Linked DNA regions of Mus musculus: regions 1 and 3 are each linked to region 2. A link is a contact called in public Hi-C and promoter capture Hi-C data. All regions are on one chromosome and are shown on one strand. Each heading gives the region's core, a stretch centred on a gene start, on an enhancer-like site or on the middle of the called end of the contact. The rest is flanking DNA. Distances are from core to core; before and after follow the strand shown.

Region 1 (4,195 bases), core at 783-3,282, 4.2 Mb after region 2:
TAGTCACTAGAGCAACTTCCAGAATCCCATTTTGATAGAAATTCCAAACTAAATAATCCGAACATTTAAATAAAATGGCAAAATTTATTAGCTGACAAATTTGCCCAAGTTGAACTCCAGTTCTTTGACACTTGCCAAATTCCCTTCAAATGACTGCCATCCAGATGTGATCTGCCAGTCTAGTACAGACCAGATAACACAAACGAAACCATGTACTAAAACCAGTCATTTACCTCAACATTTCTTTAACTCAAGAGAAAGCCAAAGTTGTCGTTTTCTCCACTGTGATCATCTCCAATTTTGCTTATCAGAGTGATGGTGAACTCATTTTTTTAAAAATTCTATTAGCAGTTAATAAAGACGATCAAGTCATTTTACATAAATGATTCTGCTCCGTACCAAAAAAGGAGGAAAAAAAGAGCCACCAGGGCCTCTCCTGCCCCTAGTACCTATTATATATGCCAGGGGAGAGAAACTAATTCTTCTAATGTAAAAGAAATAAAACACCTCGCACAAAGCTCTATTTCAATACAATACCCTTGTTGGAACAATCCAACTGGTTGGTGCGCCAGAGACCGGTATTTACTTACTAGATAAAAAGTTTGCGCCGGACGTGGTGGCGTATGCCTTTAATCCCAGCACTTGGGAGACGGATTTCTGAGTTCGAGGCCAGCCTGGTCTACAAAGTGAGTTCCAGGACAGCCGGGGATATACAGAGAAACTGTCTCGAAAAACAAAAACAAAAACAAAAAAAAAAATGTTTGCCCATTCAAAGGTACTTAAAATGAAATCTTAATTCAGCTCTTATTAAAATCTAAGAGCTCCCATATTACTGACGATTTTGTCCACAAAACTGACTCATAACCTACCTGTGCGGTGGAAAATTCAAGTTTAAAGAGCCAATAAAAGTAGAATCCTTTATTGCCCGTATAGCAATCCCTGTTTATTGCATTAGTCCTCAAGATATTTGCAGCCCGAGGGTTATATCAACACACAGGATTTACTAAAAATTACAACTCCCACGAGGACACATTTAGCGTTCCCAAGTTGCAAAAACCATGCTACATACAGATACTCGTTAGAAATCTCCCCACTATTTTAAACGAAAAGGCCATTTTCTTAAAAGGAGATAGGAATAGCAAACGAAACTTTGATCCACTTTCCAATTACCATGTAGTCGATTTAAGTTTTAGGAGCAAAAGAAAAAAGAAAAAAAAAAAAACCACGCTCCTAAGGGCTTCAGAGGATTAGCCTCAGTCGAATGACTGGCAGAGCGTCGGTCAGCTTCCCACCGAGAGCTCAAGAAGTGGGGTCCCACTTGTCTGGGTCTCCTTGGTCAGAGAATGAGCGTGCAGAGACACCCCGTTGGAAAGCCATCTCTAAAGGGGTGGTTGAGGGAAAACCTCGGGATCTTGCTGGGGTCCGAGCCCCAGAGAAGATCCACCCAGCCCAAGGAGGCCGGCGGGAACCTCCAGCCCAGGTAGCGAGCGAGGAAGGGATCTCACCTTGCTGCGGTCCTCCTCCTGCTGCTCCAGCAACTCGGGAACCGCGGCCATGGCGACGCGGGCCTCGAGCAGGGGCCGTGTGGCTGTGCGAGGAAAGAAGAGGCTGGGCCGCCGCCGGGGCGCCTTTCAGGGGCGGCCGCGGCCCCGCCTCCGCCGGCCTCCTTGCCGGACGGCGGCTGGAGGCCGCGGGACTCCGCCACCATCCCAGCAGCCCCGGGCGCAGGCCAGCGAGCGGCACGCCACGTGCTCCCCCAGTGCGGCCTCCCCCGTCCCCGCGGCCGTCCATCTTGGAGCCGGGCAATAGAAGCTACGCGGGGAGCCTACCCTCGCTCCGCGCCACGCGGACACCAGCACCGGAGGGCCGCGACGGGAACGCGGGCTCCGAACCCTCCGCCGGCGAGGCACGCCTCGAGAAAGGACGCGCACCGCGGCCCGGGCAATTTATGGCTCAGCCAGAGTCCAAGATGGCGAGCGGCGGTGACGTGCGCGAGATCTCGTGAGCGCGACAACGCGCGGCTTGACGGCGCCCGCGCTTCTGCTTCGGGGGCGTGGAGGGGATGGCGCCTCACAGGTGCGACGGGAACGCCGTAGTGCATGCTGGGGCCGCCTCGCTTTGGGAAAGCGCGGGACCGATGAAAGTACGGGTCCCGAGAGGGTTGTTTGCGGGCTGGGTGTTACAGCGTGGTGGCATCTCAGGTACAGCTAGAACCCTGCCGCTGACCGACCTTCTATTTAAATACTCTCTTCCCTATCCAAACTCGGGCACGAAGGGCCACGCTTGTCCTGTCGCAGCCATGGGAGACACCTGCAGAGATCATTTTCTGGAATTAACGTTGGATGGGCTGTGCAGACCCACTTGCGACATGTCCCGAGTCTGGACCACGAGGTCACAGTAGCACCCACTTTTTAAAGGGCGGCGTGAGGAATAGATGAGCGATGCCCATACAGAATATTTAGTAAGAGTTTGGTATGTAGATGTAGGTGTTTAACTGTTAATTAAGACTTGTGAATTTGTTGGGGGGGGGCAGATTGTAGTTGTTTTGTTTCTAGAGACAAAGCCAAGCTAACCCAAAATCTCAATTTCATACTGCCTCAGCCACCCAAGTAACTTAAGTTTCCTGGTCTATGCCTCCAGGCCTTGTCACATTCAGATTTAAGGTGTCATATCCGAAACGGCCAACACATTAACATTGAACAAAAGCCACTTACAATTTTCATGAATCTTACTTGGGAATGATTTTCTCTTTTTTTTTGGAAACGTCAAAAGTTTAGTGTATGCACTTTTAATGTTCTTGTGGGTTTTTTTGTTTTTGTTTTTTGGTTTTTTGAGTCAGGGTTTCTCTGTGTAGCCCTGGCTGTCCTGGAACTCACTTTGTAGACCAGGCTGGCCTCTAACTCAGAAATCCACCTGCCTCTGCCTCCCAAGTGCTGGGATCAAAGGCGTGCGCCACCACACCCGGCTCTTGTGTGATTTTCAATTTGATGGTTTTAATATAGAAAATGTCTTAAACCTAACACCACTTTTTTTTTTTTTTCAGATACGAACAGAACACACTTTTAAACTTTCCAGACTAGAGAAAAGTTAGAGGGGCGAAGTCTAAAAATGAAACTGCCTCTGACCTTCTGCAGGCTGCTTAGCAGGTTAAACAGATTTTCTGTAAAAGCAAGCCCTCCTGTGAGTTTCTCCACTTTCTCTTATTTGTGTAGCCAGAAGAAGAAAAACTCTTACGAAGCAGTAGACCAAGCGAAGTACTCTCGTTTAGTACGCTCTGTCTTGTCCAGAGGCCCGGCCCAGACTCCAGAGTCGTTGTTCAAGGAAGATGATGTACTGTATGGACCAGTGAGTAAGCATAAGGCTGCAGAGCCGGAGCCACAGGCCAGAGTCCCACAACACTGCTTTCCTATCTTCAATGAAGAGAGAACCGGGAAACCACACACAGATGCTTCTTCAAGCCCTTTGAAGATCCCTTTGCAAAGGAACTCGATACCCAGTGTGACCCGCATCCTTCAGCAGACCATGCCACCTGAACAGAGCTTCTTTTTGGAGAGGTGGAAAGAGCGGATGGTTCTGGAGCTGGGAGAAGACGGGTTTGCAGAATATACTTCAAGTAATTATCTTGCTTCTGGTTATGTGTGGTCACTGGTTTTTAGGAGATAGAGCATTCCTGTCAGAAGAATGGAGCTTAAAAAAAAATCTTACTGAGGAAGTACTTTCAAATAGCATTTCATGTCTGCTAATTTGCTTAATCTTCGTAGATACTATTAACTGTAGTTCACACTTAAAGAAATGGAAATAACAGAGATCAAATTATTTGACAAACTTGCATAATTTATAAACAACCTATCAATTCTTTTCCATCTCTTGACAAAAGTCTAGGGTTTTTTTGGTTGGTTGGTTGGTTTTTGGTTTTTCGAGACAGGGTTCTCTGTTTAGCCCTGGCTGACCTGGAACTCACTCTGTAGACCAGGCTGGCCTCGAACTCAGAAGTCCGTCTGCCTCTGTCTCCCAAGTGCTGAGATTACAGGTATGTGCCACCGCTGCCCTGCCAAAAGTCTAGTTTTTAAATAGTTTTTCTTGCTCAGAATGTAATGGTTACCCATTGTTCTACTAGTCAGTATCATTTGACTAGCCACAATCCAGAACTCCCAATCCCCGCTTATAGTTTGGTAAATTGAACTGATCAAATGTT
Region 2 (4,112 bases), core at 1,133-3,632:
ATTTGAGAGAAAGAAAAAAAAATCCCTGTATTATGTAGCTCTGGCTACCCTGGAAATTGTTCAGAGATCCCCTTTCTTCTGCCTTCTGTGTTGTGAGATTTAAGGCAGGTGCCACACTACACCCAGCCTCAGAAATGGTTTCTTAAGTCAGATGTTTGACACAAGATTGGTCTACACAGTGAATTTCCAGGCCACAGTAAGACCCATCTCAAAAAAAAATAAAATAAAATAAAAATAAAAGCCACCTAGGGCTGGAGAGATGGCTTAGTGATTAAGAGCACTAACTGGCTGCTCTTGATTCCCAGCGCCCACATGGCAGATCACAACCTTCTTAAGTCCTATCCCAGGAGACCTGATGCCATCTTCTGGCCTCTGTTGATAACAGGCAAGAATGTGGTACACAGACATATATGCAGGCAAAACATGCATCCACATAAAATAAAATTTAAAATATCTAGTCAAACAACTTAAATATTTCTCCAAAACTATGTAATGTTTTATAAATACAAAGATAGATGCTTAAGATTATTCATCATAAAAATCAAAACAATAGTGAGACACTATTTCCCTAGTACCACTATAAGACGCATATAATCAAAACAGGTGTCTGGAGATGAAGACCTTTCTTATCTGCAGGATTCAATGTGCTGTGATCATTCTGGAAAGTGTCTGTTGAGTTCTCCAAACATAACCACCCAGAAGTTCCACTTCTATATACATAACCAAAAAAACAAAAAGATCAAATATAAAACTAAAATCAAATATCCACACAAAAAGTTACAAATATGATGTGTACAGAATTATTCCAAAATAACCCGAAGGACCAAACAATCCAACTGCATATCCATAAAAAGGAACGGGGGAGGTACATCCATCAGTGGTAGGATGCTCACCCAGCATGTGTGCGGGTCCATCCCCAGAATCAATGGGGGGGGGGGTAACATAAACACAAAGGAATGAGGCATTATTACATAGCTATGGACAAATCTTGAAAACATTATGCTCACTGAAAGAAGCTAGACACAAAAGGACACCTGTTACATACTTCTATTTACTTAAACCGTACAAAACAGAAAGATACATACTAAACCATGGATCAGAAGTTGGGGGAAACTGGAGAAGGGTAAGTAACTGTACTGGGCACAAGATATCTGGGGAAGGTGATAAAAATTGGTCTGGAACTAGACAGCAACGACATACATACAACTTTTGAATCCTTAAAATGAGAGAGGGGGAGAGAGAAGCTTACAATTTAAGAGGATTTTGGTACTGTGTTGATTACACCTCAATAAGAAAAAAAATAAAATAACCAGGGTTGGAAAGACAGCTCGGCAATAAAGAGCACTTGCTTCTAGCGGACCTGAGTAAGTTCCTAGCACCACTCGCTGGCTTACATCCATCCTTGATTCCCCCAGATGCCCTCTACTGGCCTGCACGGATATGCCCATGCTCGCGGTGCAGACATTATGATGCAAGCAGTCACACACATAAACTAAAATAACCCTCTCCCCTCCCCCAAAAAAAGGCAAAACCAATCTATCCGTGCAATGAATGCAACATATACAAAACTGCAATTTCTAGTTTTAACCATATTATACACATACACTTGTCGGTGACATCTACAACACCTAAGAAATTATAAAGCACAAAATCCTTAGTGGCGGCAACTATGTTAATCTCTTGTTCTGCAATTCCCAAGCATTTTCTAATAACCACGGCCACTGCTTCTAATAACCAAACGCCTGAGTGCGTAAGATAAACTCCCTTAGCTTGTTATTCAAAGAAAGGTCTTGGTTCAATGGCCCCCAATAAACCTTCCCTTCCTCTCCTCGGTATAATTAAGTTGAACTCGGAGGAATCCCTATGCCTTCTACTTCAAAACACCTCCAGTTTACAGCTACTCGCCCGCCTCTCCAGCATCTTCACTGACTCAGTCCTAGCCACCTCTACACTGACTGGATGCTACATGTCCCTCGGGACGCTAACCCGGGCTCTAACAGACTCAGGGAAGCTCTGACCCCACCGCGACATCTGTCTGTGACACATCCCGGGCCCGCTGTGGACCTGGGACACGTGAGTTCCCTGTAGCCTGGGACTGCACAGCGCGCGAAGAGCTCCGAGAACTCCGCAGCCAAGGGAACTGGCGGCCCCCACGCGTGACCACAACTCCGGGCCGGGGAATCCGTGGGGCCCTGCGCCGGGCCGGACAGGTGGCGCCGTGAGAGCCGTCCCGAGCGGTGGCGTGAGGACGCCACGCGGGCCTGCCGGACCATACGGAGACCGAGGCTAGGCAGCGGCGACGCGGACAGCGTCAGAACGAGGGACACTCACCCGCGTCAGCGCAGAGCACTCACACACAGGAAGTAGTCGTTCGCCCGTTGCCAGGGTGAGGAAGCGGGAGTGGCGTAAAGCCTTTCCATTGGTCGACGTGCACACGTGGCCGGAAGCAGACGCCCCGCGAGCCTGAGTCCTAATCGCCTAGGCTATAGCGTCTCTCTCTTTAAGCGTTTGAGCTGAGACACTCCGCGGTTATTTCTGGCTTCTGATATCTGAGGGTTTTTTAAAATATGTATTTATTGGCCTATTGGGGGTTTGTTTGTTGTCATAGCTATACAATCGCCGTTGCCCACCTTGCTTTCATTGTGCTCGGTAATTAGCTTTGAGGATGTGTCTACCTGTTACCCACGAAGTTGACTGACGAGCGGGTTGCACGTTATGAAAATAGTAGCCATCATTGATGAGGGCGTTGCAGAAGAACCCTTCCCTCATCCATGTAGCCTTGACCCCTATGGAAAAGCAGGATTCAACCTAGGTTTTGTTTAAGTGGGAGTCAGAAAAGGTAGTTAGTCTTTAACTGTCCAAGATCAAAGACCAAGAGCCAGTAGCAATCCTTGTAACTAGTATCAAGAATGGTTTGACAGCCTGTTTGTGGGGAGCAGAGATTAGAAGGAATAGAACACTGCAGGTTAGGTATCAGTCGTCTGAGATACTTGAGAAGTATTTGGGAATTTTCTTTTCTTCAAATTTTGAAATACTTGCTTATACATAATAAAACGTCCTGGGTGATAGGTTATTTCTCCAACGGTGAAATGAGCCAATTCAAACCAATTAAGATTATATTAAAGGCAGAATATTGGGAAGTTGCTTTCAGGGGAGTTCACTGGCCCCAAGGATTGAGGCCAGGGGAGCATTGGAGGTGAGAGAAGAGAAGGAAAACAAGGGAGACCAAAATATCTTGATTATAGAGGGAAGAGCCTCTGGGGGAAGGGCAGCTCGGCCGCTGGACTGGAAAGTTCAGGGTTGGGGCAGGGTTCGCCAAGAAGGGACTGAGGGATGCTGAGTGAAACTGAAGTTCAGGTGTGCTTTGGTATGTAAAATATGCGCCTCAGTCCCTTGTCCCTGGTCCCAAACCAAAGCAGTGGATGAGACTCCAGTTGCAAAAATACTCAGCTGTATTTCATGCAGACCTTATACACAGAGACTAAAGGTAATTTTGTAACGCATTTTTAAATAGTTTTGTGCACAGTGTGGGAGCAGCTGAGGTTTTGGATTTTTAGATGAGATGTTTCAGCATGTATTTTCACATGTATCCTATGTGAGGTCTCAGACCAGCAGTTTAGAATTACCTAAACTCTTACTTAAAAATGCAAATTCTTAGAATCCACCTAAATGAATGTTTGTTGTTTTGTTTTGTTTTGTTTTTTCCGAGACAGTGTTTCTCTGTATAGCCCTAGTGGTCCTGGAACTCACTTTGTAGACCAGGCTGGCCTCAAACTCATATCCGCTTATCTCTCTGCCTCCCTAAAGGCTGGTCTTTTAACAAGCCCTTTGGGTAAATGTAACGCACCTAAAGCATTACTGGATTGTGGAATTTCTTGGTTTAATCTTAGCGGTGGAGCAGGAAGGGTGATAAGCCCGACGCCCCAGAAGAGGAGAGCAACCAATAACGGGGCTTTTAGATGATCAAGAACGAAGTGCAAGAAGGCAGTTTGAGGATGAGGAGTTTAGTGATTTTTATCCTGTCATCCCTAGATTAAAATATGTGAATTGAAAAAAAAATTCATCTGCTGGTAATCCCAAACACATAATTAATAATTCTTATATTGTTTAAG
Region 3 (3,951 bases), core at 1,330-3,829, 3.8 Mb after region 2:
TTATGACCCCTGGCATAGGCGTTTTCTCCTGACTATTAGTCCGAAGCTCTCTGAGGTCTCACTAGTATATAATTTATTCTTCTCTGCTACTCATATTAGTGAATTCAAATGAAATCACTCCTGTGTTCAAAGATCCAGTGCCCAAAAACTTTCTAAATGAGACAAATGGCACCCACCCATCTCCTATTCACTGACATTTATGCCTTGCTGAGCTGCTGTGATAGACTGACTTACTGTAAACAGAACAACAGCAACTTCTCATGGTTCTGTAAGCTTGGGAAGTCCAGTATCAAGGGACCAGTAGATTCAGTGTCTGGTGAGGAACCATCCCCTGCCCCACCCCAGGGTTTCTCTGTGTAGCCCTGGCTATCCTAGAACTTGCTCTGTAGACTAAGACAAGGCTGGCCTCGAACTCAGAGCCCTGCCTGCCTCTACTTCCCAGTGCTGGCATTAAAGGCGTGGGCCACTACTGACCGGCAGAACCATTTCTTTATTCATACACTGCGATCTTCTCCCACTCTTGTAAGCTCTGACCTGACAACCTAGGTTAGCTTAAAGACCGACTTTCAAATAGTATTACATCACATTGGGAATTAGGTTTCAACATTTGGTCAATATAGCATTTTATTAAAATTTGATCCTTCTCAGAATGAGAAGAATAAAAATAGCTAGAGCAACTGGGGGTAAATGTGGGGGTTAAAGTTCGGTGGGAGTTCATTTGAGGTTACGGTGAGCAGATACATTAATTTGTCTGACAAATCCTAAACCATCTTCAGATACTGGCTCACTTAGGAAAACATTTATTAAACATGTAGCACATTGATGGGCTGGGCCCCTTCATGTAGAACGCACCCCAAATTTCTGTCTTTCTGGGACTCCCAGTTTGATCTGGGAACAGTGGCAAATATATTAAAAAAAAAAACAGTTCATAGCCACAAAACATCCATGAAAGCCCAAGAAAGGTGTCCCCTCCCCGTTCCCTGATTTCCATGAAGTTAATGATTATGGAAAGACATAAAACGGATTCGCTGGAAATATGTCAAAAAAAAAAAAAATCCAGGCTGGCAGGTGATAGGAACACAGTTACTGGGCAAATCCATAAGGAGAGGGAGTGAGGCTAGAGGCAGAGGAGCCAGAGAGACTTGCTTAAGATTCTGGAAGAAGCTGGGTGGTGGCGGCGCACGCCTTTAATCCCAGCTCTTGGGAGGCGGATTTCTGAGTTCGAGGCCAGCCTGGTCTACAAAGTGAGTTCCAGGACAAAAAAAAAAAAAAAAAAAAAAAAAAAAATCTGGAAGAAGGCACAGAAAATTTTATGCAGTAAACAGCATTCTTGTATTTGGACAGGATTGTGGAGGACGAAACACCAATGATAGGTTGAACCGTCCTTAAATGAAGTCTCATTTAGTGGGGTCAGAGTCCTGAGCAGAAAAAAACAAAAAACCAACCCCAAAAAAAAACAAAAATAAGCCAGAAGGGTTCGGGCTGCAGCTGGATGTAGGTTCTTTCTCTTCAGTGTGATTACCAATTATTAATACCAAAGACTTGTTAAAAGGGCAAACTCTTAGGTTACATTCTAGGTGCACGGAGCCAGAACTAAGAAATCTTTGAGCAAACTCTCCAGGTGATTCTGACGCCACTGCCGTAGCCTGCCAAACACCCCGTGGCAATGCAGTAAGGGATTAGAATTGCCACGACTTGCCTTTAATCTTAAGAAAGAAACAAAACCCTTAAAACTAATGGGAACCGCGGTTTGCTACCTAGGGTAGATTTTTTTTATATAGCGCCCAGAAAACAGAAACAAAGAAAAACAACGATCATGTTGCCCAAAAGCCTTCTTAGATAATTAAGACTTTTTTTATAGAGATCCTGATGTTCTCGTTGCCTAAATTCAGTTCAAAAGTGAGGTGATCATCCCACGTCTTACGAGTTCCTTTTATTCGCTACAAAAACACCCGGAGAAAACAAGGCTAGGATTGCGGGTGGCCCTGTGGAAGCAGTATTTCCGTGCAACCGCCCTTTAGGAAAACACAATTCCCCAATGAGAAACCCCCAAGCGCAGCGGCGGGGCCCGGCCCACAGTCCCGGGCCACGCGGCGTCCCCCACGCACCCCCCGCGGGCCACTGGGCCTCCTCCCAGCCCGCTCAGAAGATAAACAAATCACTCCTGTTTTCCAGTCCTGGAATAAGCGCTGACTCACACAGCACTTTGATCAGCCACGGTCGCCTCAGGAAGGAGGAAAACTGTGCAGATTTTTCCCTCTCACGCGACGGCCCGAAGTGCCGCGCTGACCAATCAGGACTGGGTGGTGGGAACAGCACCAAAGTAGGTAAAAAAATGCGGGTCGCGGTCCCTGAGAGCCGTTTTGAGAGTTCTCGTCGCCAAGCAGAGCACCCGCCCACCGGCATTCGCCCCGCCCACTCCGCGCCGGGGCCCCGCCCCTAGCGGCGCGCACACCTGGCCAGGTGGCGACTTCCATGTATGGGCAAAGGCCGCGCGGTAGGCGGGGCATCGCGTGGTCCCGCCTCCAGGGCAGGGCCAGATTCCCCGGAGCGTCCTGTGTCCACCCTTCACGGAGCAGCAGCCCGGGCGCTCCTCTGGGCGGGGAACCCATGCACTCCCCTTAACTGGAGAGGGGTTTCCAGTTGTCTGGAGACTATTGGGACTCCTGGGTGGGGCCTGTCTGGGGAGGCCGGCCTGTTGCGTAGCAACGGTGGGCGGAGCGAGGGGCGCGCGCAGCCGCAGTCTGGCTGGAACTCGTGCCCGCCCTTAATAAGCTCGAGCTGCCGCGTCCGCCCTGCGCCTGCTCTCCTGCTTTTGCTACCCGGAGGACGAAGGTGCACAGACTTTGCCGTCAGGCTCCTAGCTCTCCTCCCGAAGTCCGCCCCAGCGAACATGGTGAGTGATCCTCGGGCGTGTGCTAAGGGAGGGGTCGGTTCCAAGGCAGCTCCTGGGCGGCATCATGCCCACCGTTCCAGGCCGCCGCCCGGGATCCCCTTCGGCCCGGCCTCGCTGCCTTCGATCCCGAAGTCGGTAGATCCCCGGGATGGGCGGCCGAACCTGAGACCATCCGTGTGGGCGCGGTTTTCTCCAAGGCCAGCTTGGTGACCCGTGAGCTTTTCCAGCCCTTTTTACTGAGAAGGAAAAGGATTTTATTGAACACTCTAGAGGGCGGAGTAATTGCTAGTGAGCGTGATTAAGAACCGGGTGGCCTTGCCGTGGCTTTGTTTGTCGTATCTGGCAATCAGCTTCAGTGGCACTCTCGTTGGGCTTGTCAAGCTTGGCAGTGGCTCTTTTAACCCTTCCCTGCCGGGTCCATTCATCCATGCTAGAAATTTGCCTTTACCTGAGAACAAGGCTTTACCACAACTTTGGGTGCAAGTCCTGGACATGATGTTGTTGCTTTTCAGATGCAAATTTAAAAACTTTCAGAAAGCCCGTATAATTACTCCAGCCCTTTAAAAAGAGAAACATTCGTTGTATTGAGATGGTAGAGATTTTGCTTAATTTACAAACTTCTCTACCTCCAAAGTGTTACTCAAATCGGTTGTAAAACAGTATCTCAACTGGGCGATCAGGTGGAACATTTTGTCACTGTAGTCTGCACAATGTTACCATTTTTGGTCAATGATTTGCTGGCAAGGCCTTGCCTCACTGCTAGAAATACTATCCTGTTGCTACATCTGTGCGCCGGGAAACAGTTGGTACCCACTTATCTGTCTACAGAGTGTTTTCACTGAATAACAACTTTGGTTTTTTCTTAGGATATAGCAACTGGCTTGCAGGTGCAGGCTGGCTCATTAGATTAAATGGATAGTTTTCTTGAAAACGGACCATGCTTAGCTGTGCCTTGATATTAAGTCATGTTTGGGTTTAATGCTATGAGCTACAAATATTTCAGACCTTGAAGTCTGTTGAACCTCAGCAAGATTTTAAGTGTATGTATATGTTGA

Evidence for each region. Promoter capture Hi-C pulls out the DNA fragments that hold promoters and counts their contacts. A called contact is a pair of places that touch in the nucleus more often than the background predicts.
Region 1: a contact with region 2 is called in a Hi-C map of B cells, with 5 read pairs. The contact joins the promoter of Mgme1 here to the promoter of Tasp1 in region 2. A contact is called at or near these places in 2 of 484 Hi-C or Micro-C datasets (B cells and CD4 T cells).
Region 3: a contact with region 2 is called in a promoter capture Hi-C map of pre-B cells, with 2.5 times the contacts expected there. The contact joins the promoter of Dstn here to the promoter of Tasp1 in region 2. A contact is called at or near these places in 2 of 39 promoter capture datasets (cranial neural crest and pre-B cells).

The regions. Positions count from the first base shown.
Region 1 is chr2:144,268,872-144,273,066 of GRCm38.p6, forward strand. It overlaps Mgme1 (mitochondrial genome maintenance exonuclease 1), which reads left to right and starts at 2,033. Exons shown (of 5, transcript NM_028984.5): 1 at 2,033-2,201; 2 at 3,044-3,613. The coding sequence starts at 3,109. It overlaps Snx5 (sorting nexin 5), which reads right to left and starts at 2,031. Exons shown (of 14, transcript NM_001199188.1): 1 at 1,830-2,031; 2 at 1,506-1,588. The coding sequence starts at 1,556.
Region 2 is chr2:140,064,423-140,068,534 of GRCm38.p6, forward strand. It overlaps Tasp1 (taspase, threonine aspartase 1), which reads right to left and starts at 2,383. Exons shown (of 14, transcript NM_001159640.2): 1 at 2,332-2,383.
Region 3 is chr2:143,912,752-143,916,702 of GRCm38.p6, forward strand. Dstn (destrin) reads left to right here and starts at 2,580. Exons shown (of 4, transcript NM_019771.2): 1 at 2,580-2,896. The coding sequence starts at 2,894. It also overlaps a transcript of Bfsp1 not described here.